Linked DNA regions of Sus scrofa: region 1 is linked to region 2. A link is a contact called in public promoter capture Hi-C data. All regions are on one chromosome and are shown on one strand. Each heading gives the region's core, a stretch centred on a gene start, on an enhancer-like site or on the middle of the called end of the contact. The rest is flanking DNA. Distances are from core to core; before and after follow the strand shown. Region 1 holds the start of PROS1 (vitamin K-dependent protein S). Region 2 holds the start of NSUN3 (tRNA (cytosine(34)-C(5))-methyltransferase, mitochondrial).

The links. Promoter capture Hi-C pulls out the DNA fragments that hold promoters and counts their contacts.
Region 1: a contact with region 2 is called in a promoter capture Hi-C map of fetal liver, with 2.2 times the contacts expected there. The contact joins the promoter of PROS1 here to the promoter of NSUN3 in region 2. A contact is called at or near these places in 2 of 5 promoter capture datasets (fetal liver and liver), 2 of 47 Hi-C or Micro-C datasets (heart right ventricle and liver) and 2 of 2 datasets of contacts at active chromatin or transcription factors (alveolar macrophages and skeletal muscle).

The regions. Positions count from the first base shown.
Region 1 is chr13:165,912,762-165,919,553 of Sscrofa11.1, forward strand. PROS1 (vitamin K-dependent protein S) reads left to right here and starts at 2,537. Exons shown (of 15, transcript XM_021070736.1): 1 at 2,537-2,739. The coding sequence starts at 2,664.
Region 2 is chr13:165,820,825-165,826,723 of Sscrofa11.1, forward strand. NSUN3 (tRNA (cytosine(34)-C(5))-methyltransferase, mitochondrial) reads right to left here and starts at 2,358. Exons shown (of 6, transcript XM_003358877.5): 1 at 2,225-2,358; 2 at 1,245-1,354. The coding sequence starts at 2,236. LOC102166963 (a long non-coding RNA gene) reads left to right here and starts at 2,510. Exons shown (of 2, transcript XR_307201.3): 1 at 2,510-2,698; 2 at 5,712-5,899.

The sequences.
Region 1 (6,792 bases), core at 1,287-3,786, 92 kb after region 2:
GAAATGGAAAACTTGTTGAGGGAATGGGATTAGAATTAGGACTAGGAAAAAAGATTAGATTAGTGGTTAAATTTTGGATAAGTTTTGTTTTGTTTTGTTTTAGCTTTTTAGTGCAACACCCTCAGCGTATGGAGGTTCCCAGGCTAGGGGTCTAATTGGAATTGGAGCTACAGATGTTGGCTTACATCATAGCCACCGCAACATTGGATGCGAGCATCTTCTGTGACCACAGCTCACGGAAACGCTGGATCCTTAACCCACTGAGCAAGGCCAGGGATCAAACCCGTAATCTCATGGTTCCCAGTCGGATTCATTTCTGCTCCGCCATGACAGGACCTCTGGATAAGATTTAATTTCATGTTTAGAAGCATAATGAAAAGAAATTTTGGCAAAATAAAACTGACCAAATTTTGGCAAAGTAAAACTGACCAAATGTTAATCAATATTGAGCTGAAGGCAGAGTCATCTTCACAGAGCAAACTTGTGTGATAATTAAAAAACTGAAAATTTTATCCAAATATAATTATTAAATTCTATTTTAAAATATTTCAGTGTAAATTATTTTTCATAGTTTGACATTACAATATATGTAGGACACACAATTTCTCTGCATTTTATTTTAAAATATTTTAGTGTAAATTATTTTTCATAGTTTGACATTATAATATATGTAGGACACACAATTTTTCTGCATTGACAACTACTGTATACTTGTGGTCTTAAAATTTTATTTATTTTCAGTTGGAGTCATTGAAAGAGTAAGATTTTTCTTTTAGGTACCTTGCATTTCTCTTAATATTTCCCTCTTCATGCTCTCTATATTTTTTCAATGTCTGTATTGGAGATGATTTGTTATGAACATTGTTGGTTCATGATTTTGGATGTTTTCCCTCCTCCTGAAATCTTGAGATCTGAAGATTGATAATCTACTCTTATTTCCTCCTCACAAGATGAGGAAAGTCTTGTGGCTTAAATGTATTTAAATATTCAGTAATTAAATATGATACTTAAAGGGCATTTTGTTTTATGCTCTGATTGCTAGCATACCACACAAATCTACAGAGATTAGAATTACATTTATAATTAAATCACTTGGGGCTGGGAATAAAGTGGTGAATAGACTGACATGGTAGACTCAGACACAGCAAGAAGGAAGATAATTTAAAAGAGGGAAGGAGTTCCCATTCTGGCTCAGTGGTTAAAGAATCCGATTAGGAACCATGAGGTTGTGGGTTCGATCCCTGGCCTTGCTCAGTGTGTTAGGGATCCGACGTTGCTGTGAGCTGTGGTGTAAGCAGCAGACATGGCTGGGGATCCAGCGTTGCTCTGGCTCTGGCGTAGGCCCGCGGCTACAGCTCTGATTAGACCCCTCGCCTAGAAACCTCCATATGCCGAGGAAGCAGCCCTAGAAATGGCAAAAAGACAAAGTAAATAAATTAATTTAAAAAAAATAAAAGAGGGAAGTATATGGATATATTCAGCAATTCCTTTGCAAATGTTCTTACCAGAAAAGTGATTCTAATATCATCCTCCATCCAGCTGGATCACAGAACTACAGAAAGCCAGAGCAGGATTACACCCTTGAAAGATGATCAGCCTATTGACTTTGACTCATAGACAAAATAAATCAATTGATATGTTCATTTGCAGAGAAATACTGCAAGTGATAATAGTAAGTGTGCCTTAAGTATGTACTACTACTTAACACACTTATTGCTTCACATGTTAACTCTTTAAATTCTTACATTAACATTGTGAAAAAACCTACTATTACCGCCATTTATTTACAGATAATACAACTAGTGAGTGGCAGAGCATTGCCATTTGAATCCAGGTAGTTTCGCGCCAACAGCGGACTTCAACATTAAGTAACATTTCACACGTGCATGTCTAAACAGAAAGGAGAGGTTATGCGTAAACAACAAAAACACGAACTGTTGCAAGTTTATAGAATTTGATACATTCTCTTTTCCCCCAAAACATGTTTTTGCTATAGTTTTTTTTTTAACACTATAAATACAAGAACAAAACAAAAATGTGGGTGATCAAAACTATCATATTTGCTTCTATTACTTCTGTGTTCTGTAGCGTTCCTAGAGTTCTCTAGGTTTAGGTTAACATCCTCATGACCAACCTCAGTCTCTCCTGATTTTTCCTTCTAAGCCGGGGGTACTCCTAACTCTTGAGTCCTCAAAGTTTTCTTGGCCGCTCAGCCTTCCACTCCAGCTCACTGGAGGTTTTTTTTGTTTTGTTTTGTTTTTACTGCGTTTGCTTCTCCTTCCCCTTGTCAAACCACAAACGCTGGAGTCTGGGAAAGGGCGAGCGAGGAAGGACGTCTGTCTGGACAGTGTTTACTAGGCCTCCAGCACTCTCCCTGAGCCCTGCCCCCAGCTCTGAAAAGAAAAGCTTCCTGGAAAAGTCCTTGTTATCACTTCCCACGTCGGGCTGGGGGCTGGGAGCTGGGAGCTGGGAGCTGGGAGCTGGGAGCGGGCGGTCCCCTCCGCCCTCGGCTCGGCAGCTCCGCGGGCTCGTAAGCTCGCAGGCGCCGCTGCGCCGCAGTCTTCAGAGAGCGGCGCCCGGGTCGCAGCTACCGGGCGCGCCGACCGCAAGGGTCCCCACAGAGACCCGCCACTGTTGCCGCCCGCGCCTCCGCCCGCTTCGCCATGAGGGTCCTGGGTGGGCGCTGCGGGGCGCTGCTGGCGTGCCTCGCCCTAGCGCTTCCCGTCTTGGAGGCGAACTGTGAGTAATCAATAGGGTCTTTTCTTCTTTCCTCAGTTGTGCCAACTGAACGAGCCCTGTAGGGAGGATTTTCTTTTCCAGGGCTTCAGCCTCCTAGAAAGTTGCCAGTAAGTCCAGCAATCACTCGGCTGCTTCCATCAGCCGTGGATCTAGTGGGCAGTGTAATGGTGGGACAGAGTTGATATTTACCCTGCTCTGGGAATCAGGGGTTGCCTACAGGACAGATTCTAGAACTAGAGTGACACTAAATATCAATGAAAGAATTAGGACGCCTACTCATTTGCCACAAACAGCTGAAGTTCTCAGAGGAGAAAGATGGGCGCGTTATAGTATAAAACGCGGGAGGAAAAGCTAACGCACTCTGTCTTCCCTTTGCACAAGCTCCTGTCCTCAACCAGCACCCCCTGCTGCAACCTACCTCCCTATTGCAATTTCTGAACTTTGAGCTTGGTTTGCTTATCTCAGCATTGACAAACTAATTGTTTTGAGATGACTGCGGGTTTGCAGAGCAGTAGGGAGATGTCATATTTTAACCTTGAAATCAAAAGGATTGTTAAATATTGTAGTTCTTAGATCATTTTGTACTGGGGATTTTTGACACCGAGTGCTACTGCTGAGGTCTTTGCATGAGTTCTTTGAACTTTATCTTTGTGTTTCCTATTCTTTATGTTCCCATGCCTGGATTCAAGACAGGTCTCTAAAAAATACATAGGGATATTAAGGCATTTAGCACATCTTAGTTGTCAGTTTGTTCTCTAAAGTTTAAGCCTGTTCAGTGTTCAAAAATGCTAACTTGTGTTATGTTTTATTCTCAGGAAATGGCATGGGAGAGATAAACTCCGAATTAAACCATAACTTTTAAGTTGCTTAAAGCTCCGATGTAAGCTTTTCAAAGATGATAATTTCAGGGCAATTAAATAGGTATTTACTAATATCCCACTGGTTTTTACTAGTTACAGATCAGGATGAATGAAGTATTTTAAAATTCTAATTTAAAGGCTAAAACATTTGTTGATCTTTTAATAAAGACCTACAATAGCAGAAGTTCAACATTCAAACCTCTGTCATTAAGCCTATATGTTGATCTTTATTAGTAAAGACCTACAATAGCAGAACTTCAACATTCAAACCTATATCATTAAGCACATACACTAACTCATTATCTATGTAGTTCATTAGGACAATTAAGTATTTGTCTGATAACCAGTGTTTTGGAGAGGAGAAAAAGGCAAAAATGGCTTGCCACACTTACTGCTTGTCATCACAGGAGTTTGCTAAACCCTTTCTTTTTGTAGATATTGTTACATTTTCACTGAACCTAGGCAGAGTTAAAAATGTGTGTATGTATATTATACACAGATAATCAAACCATGTAGATGGAGAAATATACTTGTCATGTATACTGGTAAACAAACACTGATACAGTGGCTAAATTAATTCTACAAATACATCATATAAAGAAAAGTTGTGGCTAGAGTTCTCTGGTGCAACCAGTTAAAGATCTGGCACCAGTTTTAATCCCTGGCCCAAGACCTTCCACATGCCATAGGCGTGGCCAAAAAAAAAAAAGAATAGTTGGCCCTATAAGGCCTTTATTTTTAAAGATATTGTAGTTTAATTGAATTAAAAAGTCAGTCACTATAAAATCATAACAAGTACTTCTTCCTTTTCTGCCTTCATTCCTGACCTATGCATTTTGGTTTTAGGAAAAAGAGCACCATATAAGATAATTCAGAGCATGTAGCACTTTTTCAAAAAAATCACATTTTCAAAGATAGTGTGTCTCAAAAGGCCATACCTGAGCCCTGAATAATTAGTTCGGAATTTCATAAGGCTAGCTCTTTCCAGGTATCATAATACAGAGACCAATGAAAACCATGATAATCACCCCATTGATTTATTTCCTTATTAAATATCTCTAACCTATAAGTACAAATCGCTGCTCTTTCATGAAAAAAGTGCCCTAAGTAGTCAGCCATTCACCAGGTAACTGGTTGGATTTTGTAGTCTGTCCAACCTCCAACAGTTGAATGAATGGAAGTTCTGTTAATAAATTTGGTGTTTTGCTTTTTTTCTTAGTAGCAAGTGTGCAGTGGTCTCTGTGAGGGAAAGTTGTGTAGTTGAGTCTACATGTAGCCTGCATCCTTGCCATAATACATGACTGCTATTTTATGAGTATTGAATAGATACTAGACCAAGTAACACAAAGCCACAGCCTGAAGTCCATATGTACCCACAGACTTGTGTGTTGGTTCTCATGGTGATTTAAAAATCAGAAAATTTCATCTAAAGTTTTGGTTTCATGACTTTTTTTTTTTTTTTTTTTTTTTTTTACTTTTTAGTTTTAAGGACTGCACTTGCAGCATATGGAAGTTCCTAGGCGAGGGGTCAAATTGGAGCTGCAGCTGCCGACCTATACCACCTATACCACAGCCACAGCAATGCAAGATCCGAGCTGCATCTGTGGTCTACACCACAGCTCATGGCAACTTGGGATTCTTAACCCACTGAGTGAGGCCAGGGATTGAACCTGCATCCTCATGGATTCTAGTCAGGTTTATTAACTGCAGAGCGACAACAGAAACTCCTCATGACCTCTTTTGAAAAACAAAAGAAGATCTTGTAATACTGGGGCCCACATTCCAACATAGCAAGATTCAGCTAGAGCTGATTCATGGCTACCTTCTTTAGCTAGAATATACTCTCTCCAGTTTGCCATAAATCCAAGGATCCCTCATTTTCTATCAGCAAATTCTCTTCCCTTGTTTATGGTACCTGTTTGACACGTGTAGATTTTTGAGTTTATGGCCCTTGCACTAGATTACTTGAAAAGAAACACAGCTGACAGTCATTAAGTGGGCCATTCTGTCCTCTCTTATAATTAGGAACCTCTCTGGTATGGGACTATCCTGTGAAATTAGCTTGGAACACAAATATTCTCAGCTCTGAGGCAATTCTTGCCCAAAATTCCTTGTTTCTAAGCCTTAGATCTAACTCTTTACAGATCTCTAAACAAATGGACAGACCATTTGTAACCATTGAGATCCTGATATCAGATAATTTCTCATTCTAAACAATGTGAAAAATAAGGTTTATCTGTCTGCCCATCTTAAGAGTTTGTTTCTCCTATGCTCTTCAGCATCACCCTTGAGAGATGCTGTGTTTGTTAGTCCATTTCTGCCTTTAGATTTATAGCAGGTCTACCTCTGGCTCACGGTGGTACATCACACCAAAGCATCTTTTCATTTTCATTCTTGATCATGGGCTTTTCTTTATGAGTGCATAAAGGGAGCTGGAGGGAGGGAAAGAAGTCAGGAGAGTGAGCAATCTGCATAGGCCACTTAGCAGTGCTTAAGCTCATCCCATTCATATCATTTGAATATTCCACAACTGAACTCCTGTCATAACTAAATTTATGGCTAGATGAGAAACGTAGCATCTCATTCATGATGAGCTGTTCAAATCACAGAGTCTCCTGTGTCAGATCTTTATACCACAGAAGTCCAAAAGGGCACCAGGAACAAGTTTCTCAAAGGGAAAATAGTTTCAAAGGGAAAAAAGAAATGTGACTTTGTCCCAATTCATAGACGTCTCTACTGAAGTTCTTCTGGGACTTGCTACAGTCTCTCAAGAGTACCCTGGCATTCTATGGACTATTTGAGCCTGATTGGATCTGATGAATTGGCTCAGCTACAGGAAAGACTGCTTGAAATGAACTTTGAACTAGCTAGAGGGCATTCTCTTATTCTGGTTCCCTCCTACATTTGGCAGCTTTGGGGCTCATATCGTAAAAAGATTAAAAAGGGAATATGCCTCAAAAATGAGAGATTCATCAAAATTTATTCTACTGTCTTAGTGACAGCCATCCAGGATAACAACTTATCTGTTACCAGGGCAGGAATATTCCAACATGACCAAATTGTTGCTGAAAATAGTTGTGTTCTCAGGCCTCTCACAGATTGAAGATTGAGGCTGACTGGGCCTCTAGTTAGATAGTTTCAGGACAGAATTCCCTCCGTCAACTGAGATTCAGAAACTTCAGTTGTGAACAGC
Region 2 (5,899 bases), core at 1,108-3,607:
GAGAGCCTGGGCACAAATCCCAGCTCTGCCGCTTACTAGCTGAGTGAACTTGGGCAAGTTACTTAAACTCTGTGTAGTTTCCTCAAATGAAAAGTGGGAAACAAGGCTCACGGGTTTGTTCCGAGAATCACACAAAGTCAGTATTGACTGGCATGTAATAAGCATGCAGAAGGTGCTTGATTATTTGCCTAATGTGTTTGAGTACCTTTACATACTGAAAACCTCATGAATTAATTACACATCACAATTTGTTACTCTTTCTTCTCTGTGAGACAAGAAACCTAGTTTTGCAACAAAACTACAACTATAAACTACAATTTCATATTGCAGTATTTTTAAGTTTCTAAAACAGCTTAATTTGTCTAGGATTATCTCAGAACTACTTCATGCCTTATTAAGTCACCGAGACACAGCTTCTCTTCAGGTCATTGCTGGGACCATCAGGCTTTGTTAGATAAGACTATGTATGCCTATTTTTATCAGGATATTTATGGAATTAACAGTTCATATAGTTTTAACCATGAATCTCCTCTCCCATGAACACCAGACTATCAGAAAACCGAGCATGGGGGACTGTTTTGCTCTCTGTAGTTCAATGGGTATAGTATACTGTAGCAGTCACTCAGTGTAAAGAACCCACAGAGTAAAATACTGGCCAAACACAAAACTCACTAAACATACAAATTGCACTTCCCTCACATCTATGAATTAAATTTTTTTTTCTGCTTCCTATAATACATTTAAATAATTTGTGTGTGTGCATGTGTGTGTGTGTGTATGCACAAGCATTATGTTCAAAACATAGCCAGCTAAAGACAAGGAAGAAACATGATTACCAAATAAACTGAGTTTAGCTAAGATAGGCAGTGTTGGCTTTAAAGATGTGTTTCATTACCTTCTGAATTTCAGAAACTAGTCGTATATCCTCAAAAGTTTTAAGATTTTTCTGTTACAATATAATTAACTTTGTCAAACTGGTGGGGAGCCCTGTTTCAAAGATCAAAGCAATTACTCAAGACAAGGTCCTAACAAATCTTTGCTTACTATCACTTCAAGGCTTCTCTTCTCCCCTTTCTATCATCCTATGATTCAATCTATTTCTTCATCCTTCTTCCCTTCTGACCTCTCAGCAGGAAGTGGCAGCCAGGTTTAGATCCTTCATCTTTTATCTTCACAGTATCCCTCCCCAAGCAGGGTTTATTTCTTGTTCTAACATAAAGAGTCAAGAGATGAATAGTACTAACCTTACTGTATTCCAGGCATCTCCAAGTTCTCTGGAATATTGCTTTTCAAAATGATCCAAAACAACTTTGCAAATCTGTTTTGCAAGCTTCCTCTCTGATTTTGCTTTCAGCTATGATGATAAGAAAAGGTTGCTGACACACTCTGATAACACAAATTTACTGAACTTCAATATTAGCACAGTCTTTTTACTTAAGATAACACTTTTTTCCTGATAACTACCAGTTCTTACAACAGGAGCTGTAGCTCACATGTAACAAAATAGTATTGTGATACTCTAATCAATTACATTTCAATAAAACCTGTTTAAAAACTGAATTATGATACTCTACTTAGGAAAAAAAGGTTTCTCCCAATAATTACTGTGCAAATGTAAAGCAAAAATTAAATCAGAATGTTAACACAGAAATATCAAAAGAACAAATTTAATTTAAATAAGCCACTCCAACTGCTAACATTTGGGGAAATTGGGTGAAAAGTATATGGGAGGCCTGCATTATCTTTGCAATTTTTTGTAAATGTAAAATTATTCTAAAACAAATTTTATTGAGAATATTCATTCTAGTCTCCTGTGGAAACTTCTTTGCAATTCTATTTCATTTTCTAATCCAAGAAAAGTTTATCGATGGATAATATAGCAGACATCCTCCTAAGCTCCCAGGAAAGAGCAATGACAAAGGCTGTCTCAGCCCTCCAAGAGCATGCATTCTGCTCAAAGCTGAAGGAGGTGGATATTAAGTTTTGCAGGCTGGACTGCGAACATGTTATTTGAAGTGGAGGTGAGTCTTGGGAGAAAACGAAAAGGCCCGCGGGCACGCGTCCAAACACTCAGAACTATTCTAAGGCTTTACATTACAGCTAGAGAAACTCAGAGGTCACAAGGTTCCCCCCCGCCCCAAACCCAGCTCCCTCCCTCGCCACGTCGTCTGCCGGCGAAGTGTCTCGTTGAGTCAAAGGCACTCGGCTGGGTCCCAGTCCTCACCCGGGTCAACATCACCCCGTCAGGAAAGGTCAAATAAGAAGTCAATACCGCCCAGCCTGTAAAGCCTGCGCGGCACCTAAAACACAGCGTGTCTTCCGAACTTCTCCGGAATTCTCTTTCATCCCTCACTTTTCCGGTTTAACTTCTCGCGAGATACTGCTTTGCCCGAGTCATCGAAATCTCGCCAAAAGATCTAGGTCCCGCGAGAGGCAAACGAAAAGTTATTGCTGCCTCCAAAGGAAGCGGCGGTGCCTACCTACTCCCTGCGGCGAGCTTGAGCCCGTGGGCGGAGTCTTGGGTTGTCAGAAAGTCACGCCTCACGCTAAACGTCGCTCACAGCCCTCTGCTGATGTGCTCAGTGAAAGAATGGAAGTCTTCGTCACTTAGGTTTTTTGTGTGATCATTGTTTTAAGATGTTCTCAGAGGCTAGTTCCAGAGCTAATCTATCAAATCCGAAGACCTTTGTTAGCACAGGTATTCATAACTCAAGATAAAAGAACGGATATGATAAAAAAAATTGTTACTCATTTCCTAGAATTGGCCCATTGGCATAATCTCTCTTTTTCATTAATTTTTTAAAAATTAAACTGTAGTTGATTTAAAATGTTGTGCCATAATCTGTTTTAATGGGGAGCGTTAAAGGATTAAGTTGATTGAAATACACAGGTAAAGCGCTTAGCACAGAGACTAGAAAACAGTAAACGCCAAAATGTTAGCTGTTATTGTGTATTATTTTCACTTTCTTGATCTTCGTGATTATCATCAAGTTCTGATACGAAATACCTAACCACCAAAGTGTCCTTCCTTACACTCTAAACCCTACAAAATGACCCTCCTCACCACCTCTACTGAGAGAAGTGTTACTAGTTCTCAGGAAAGTATTACACCCATTCTTGATAGGAATAGCAATTTATTTGCTCCTTTAGTGTTATTCTTTAGTTGCTCCCTTGTAACAGTAGTCAGCAATTTATCAGAAAATCAGTGCTTAGTAGAATACCTAATACGAAGTAAGCATCATCTTTTTGAGGCCCTCGATGCTAAAAATATCAGTATCGGTGTATAACACAGGTGCAAATCTTAAGACCAAGTAAAATGATAAACGTCATTACCCCTAATGTGACTCGAAGTTTAATATATTTATTTAAACAAGTTCCCCAGTTATCTACTACTGAATTTAGATTTGATGCAAAAGAAAATATAATATTAAGAAGTGAGGTGATTAAATGCATTAGTTTGTTGTATGTTTAAAGAAAAATTATTAACTTTCAGCCTCTAAGAGATTTTATAAATTTATATTTTCTGTACTCATTATAGATTGTTGCATTTAAAGAATCAATATATTTGCAATGTAGACATACAAAAATGTTTAAGGAGGTAGTAGAAGTCAGATATACTATTTTTCCACAGGAAAGGGGATATGTTATGCTTGGAGAGAGGTTATATTAGTTTTGTTGTATTGTGACTTCTTTAGCATATTCCTGTTTTCTAATTTTTTAATAAACTAATGCTTATTGAAGAAAAATATTTTAAGCATATGGGCATGAAAATCATGCACAATACCACTAGAAATAACCACTATTAATGTTTCGGTGTATTTCTCTAATTTTATTCATTTTCAAGGTTGATCAAAGTATGTATAATGTATCCTCTATTTATAACCATTTTCTTATATTAAAAAATATTCATATATAATACATCATTTCTAGAACTTGCTTGGTATTTGGAGGTTTGGAGGTTATCACACTTACTAGCTATCTTATTATCGATAGACATTTTTGCACATGAATCTTTGCGTGTCTGATAATATAATTTTTAATTATGTCCTTAGTCTGGGTAGGTTTTCCAAATCTTACTAGTTATTATATTTCTTTTGTAAATTACCTAATCATATCCACTTTTCTAGACCTGTCTTAGTGCTATTTTTTGTGCAATTTTTGTTTATATTAGAGATGTTAACCATGTCACATTTTCAAGTACTTTGTCAATTTTTCTTACATCAGTTTGATTTTAAACATGAAGATATTTTAAATTTTTATTGTTTGAGTTTTTAATTGATGCTATTGCTTAGATTCTCTTATTCCACAGAAGGGAGCTACTTATGTTTTCTTCTCCCTTTTTCTTTACAGGTTGATCTCCCTCATTTAATCCATTAATCTTTCTAGAATCAATTAGTATATCATGAGCATGCTAATGGATTTCCTCAACCTAACATCAAATAGCTACTGAAGAATTTTAAAATTCCACATTAAGTTTTAAGAATATAAGCTACTAGAGGGAGACTTATTTTAAACCACTGCACACATGAGATAAGAAATTACGCTGACACAAATGCCAAAAATTGATAGGGTTTTAAAATTATTGTTATTATTATTATTGTTATTATTGTTATTGCTATTATTATAGTCTTAAAGAATGATGCAGTTTAAGAATACGAGGACTTACTGCTAAGCAGAAAAATAATTTTTACATCCCTAAGCAATTTTATTGTGAAGTCGTTCGATATAAGTGTTTCAGAATAAATTTTTTTTTGTCTTTTTGCCATTTCTTGGGCCGCTCCCGTGGCATGTGGAGGTTCCCAGGCTAGGGGTCTAATTGGAGCTATAGCTGCCAGCCTACACCAGAGCCACAGCAACGCGGGATCCGAGCCTTGTCTGCAACCTACACCACAGCTCACTGCAACACCGGATGGTTAACCCACTGAGCAAGGCCAGGGATCGAACCCGCAGCCTCATGGTTCCTAGTCAGATTCGTTAACCACTGCGCCACGACAGGAACTCCCAGAATAAATTTTTAATGAATTTTCATACTTATATTAACCAGCTCTTAAGGCTTTTCATCTTCATATAGAGGCTTATATCTCAAAAAGGTATAGACAGCATTTGTAGTAAAACACTCTGACATCAAGTTAGTGTTAACTCCTTAAACTGGGTGGCAGAAAAACACCAGAAAGAAACCTACCACCGAAGCAAGAAAACAAAGCATAGTTAAAGGTAATCTTGAACTTAACTTTACGTGAGTAGCTAGTTAGATGAGGCTCTCATTTTTTTAACTACAGACCTCCAAAGTGGTATGTACAAATTCCAGCACATAACCCACTGGGACTGGGAAGTATATATAGTAACTTGTATTTTCTTTTAATTTTTTAGGAGTTCCCATCATGGCTCAGTGGTTAACGAACCCAACTAGCATCCATGAGAACATGGGTTCAATCCCTAGCCTTCCTTAGTGGGTTAAGGTTCTGGCGTTGTCATGAGCTGTGGTGTAAGTTGCAGACTCAGCTGGGATCTTGCATTGCTGATCCCGTGTTGCTGTGGTGTTGCTGTGGCTCCAGTGTAGACTGGCAGCTACATCTCCAATTGGACCCCTAGCCTGGGAACCTCCATATGCCACAGGTACGGCCCTAAAAATACAAAAAAAAAAAAAAAATTTTTAAAGGAGTCCTTTCGGATGGGTCCTAATACATTCTCATTTGTGTCCTTTTAAACAGAGGAAATTTTGGCACACTGAGACACTAGTGGCAAAAGCAGAGAGGAAAGACCATGTGATGACACAGGCAGGAGGCCACCAAGGAGTTTCAGACAAGGATGCCAACACCTTGAACTTGAACTTCCAGGCTTCTAAACTATTAGAAAATAAATTTCTGTTGTTTAAGCCACTCAGTATTCTGTGATACCT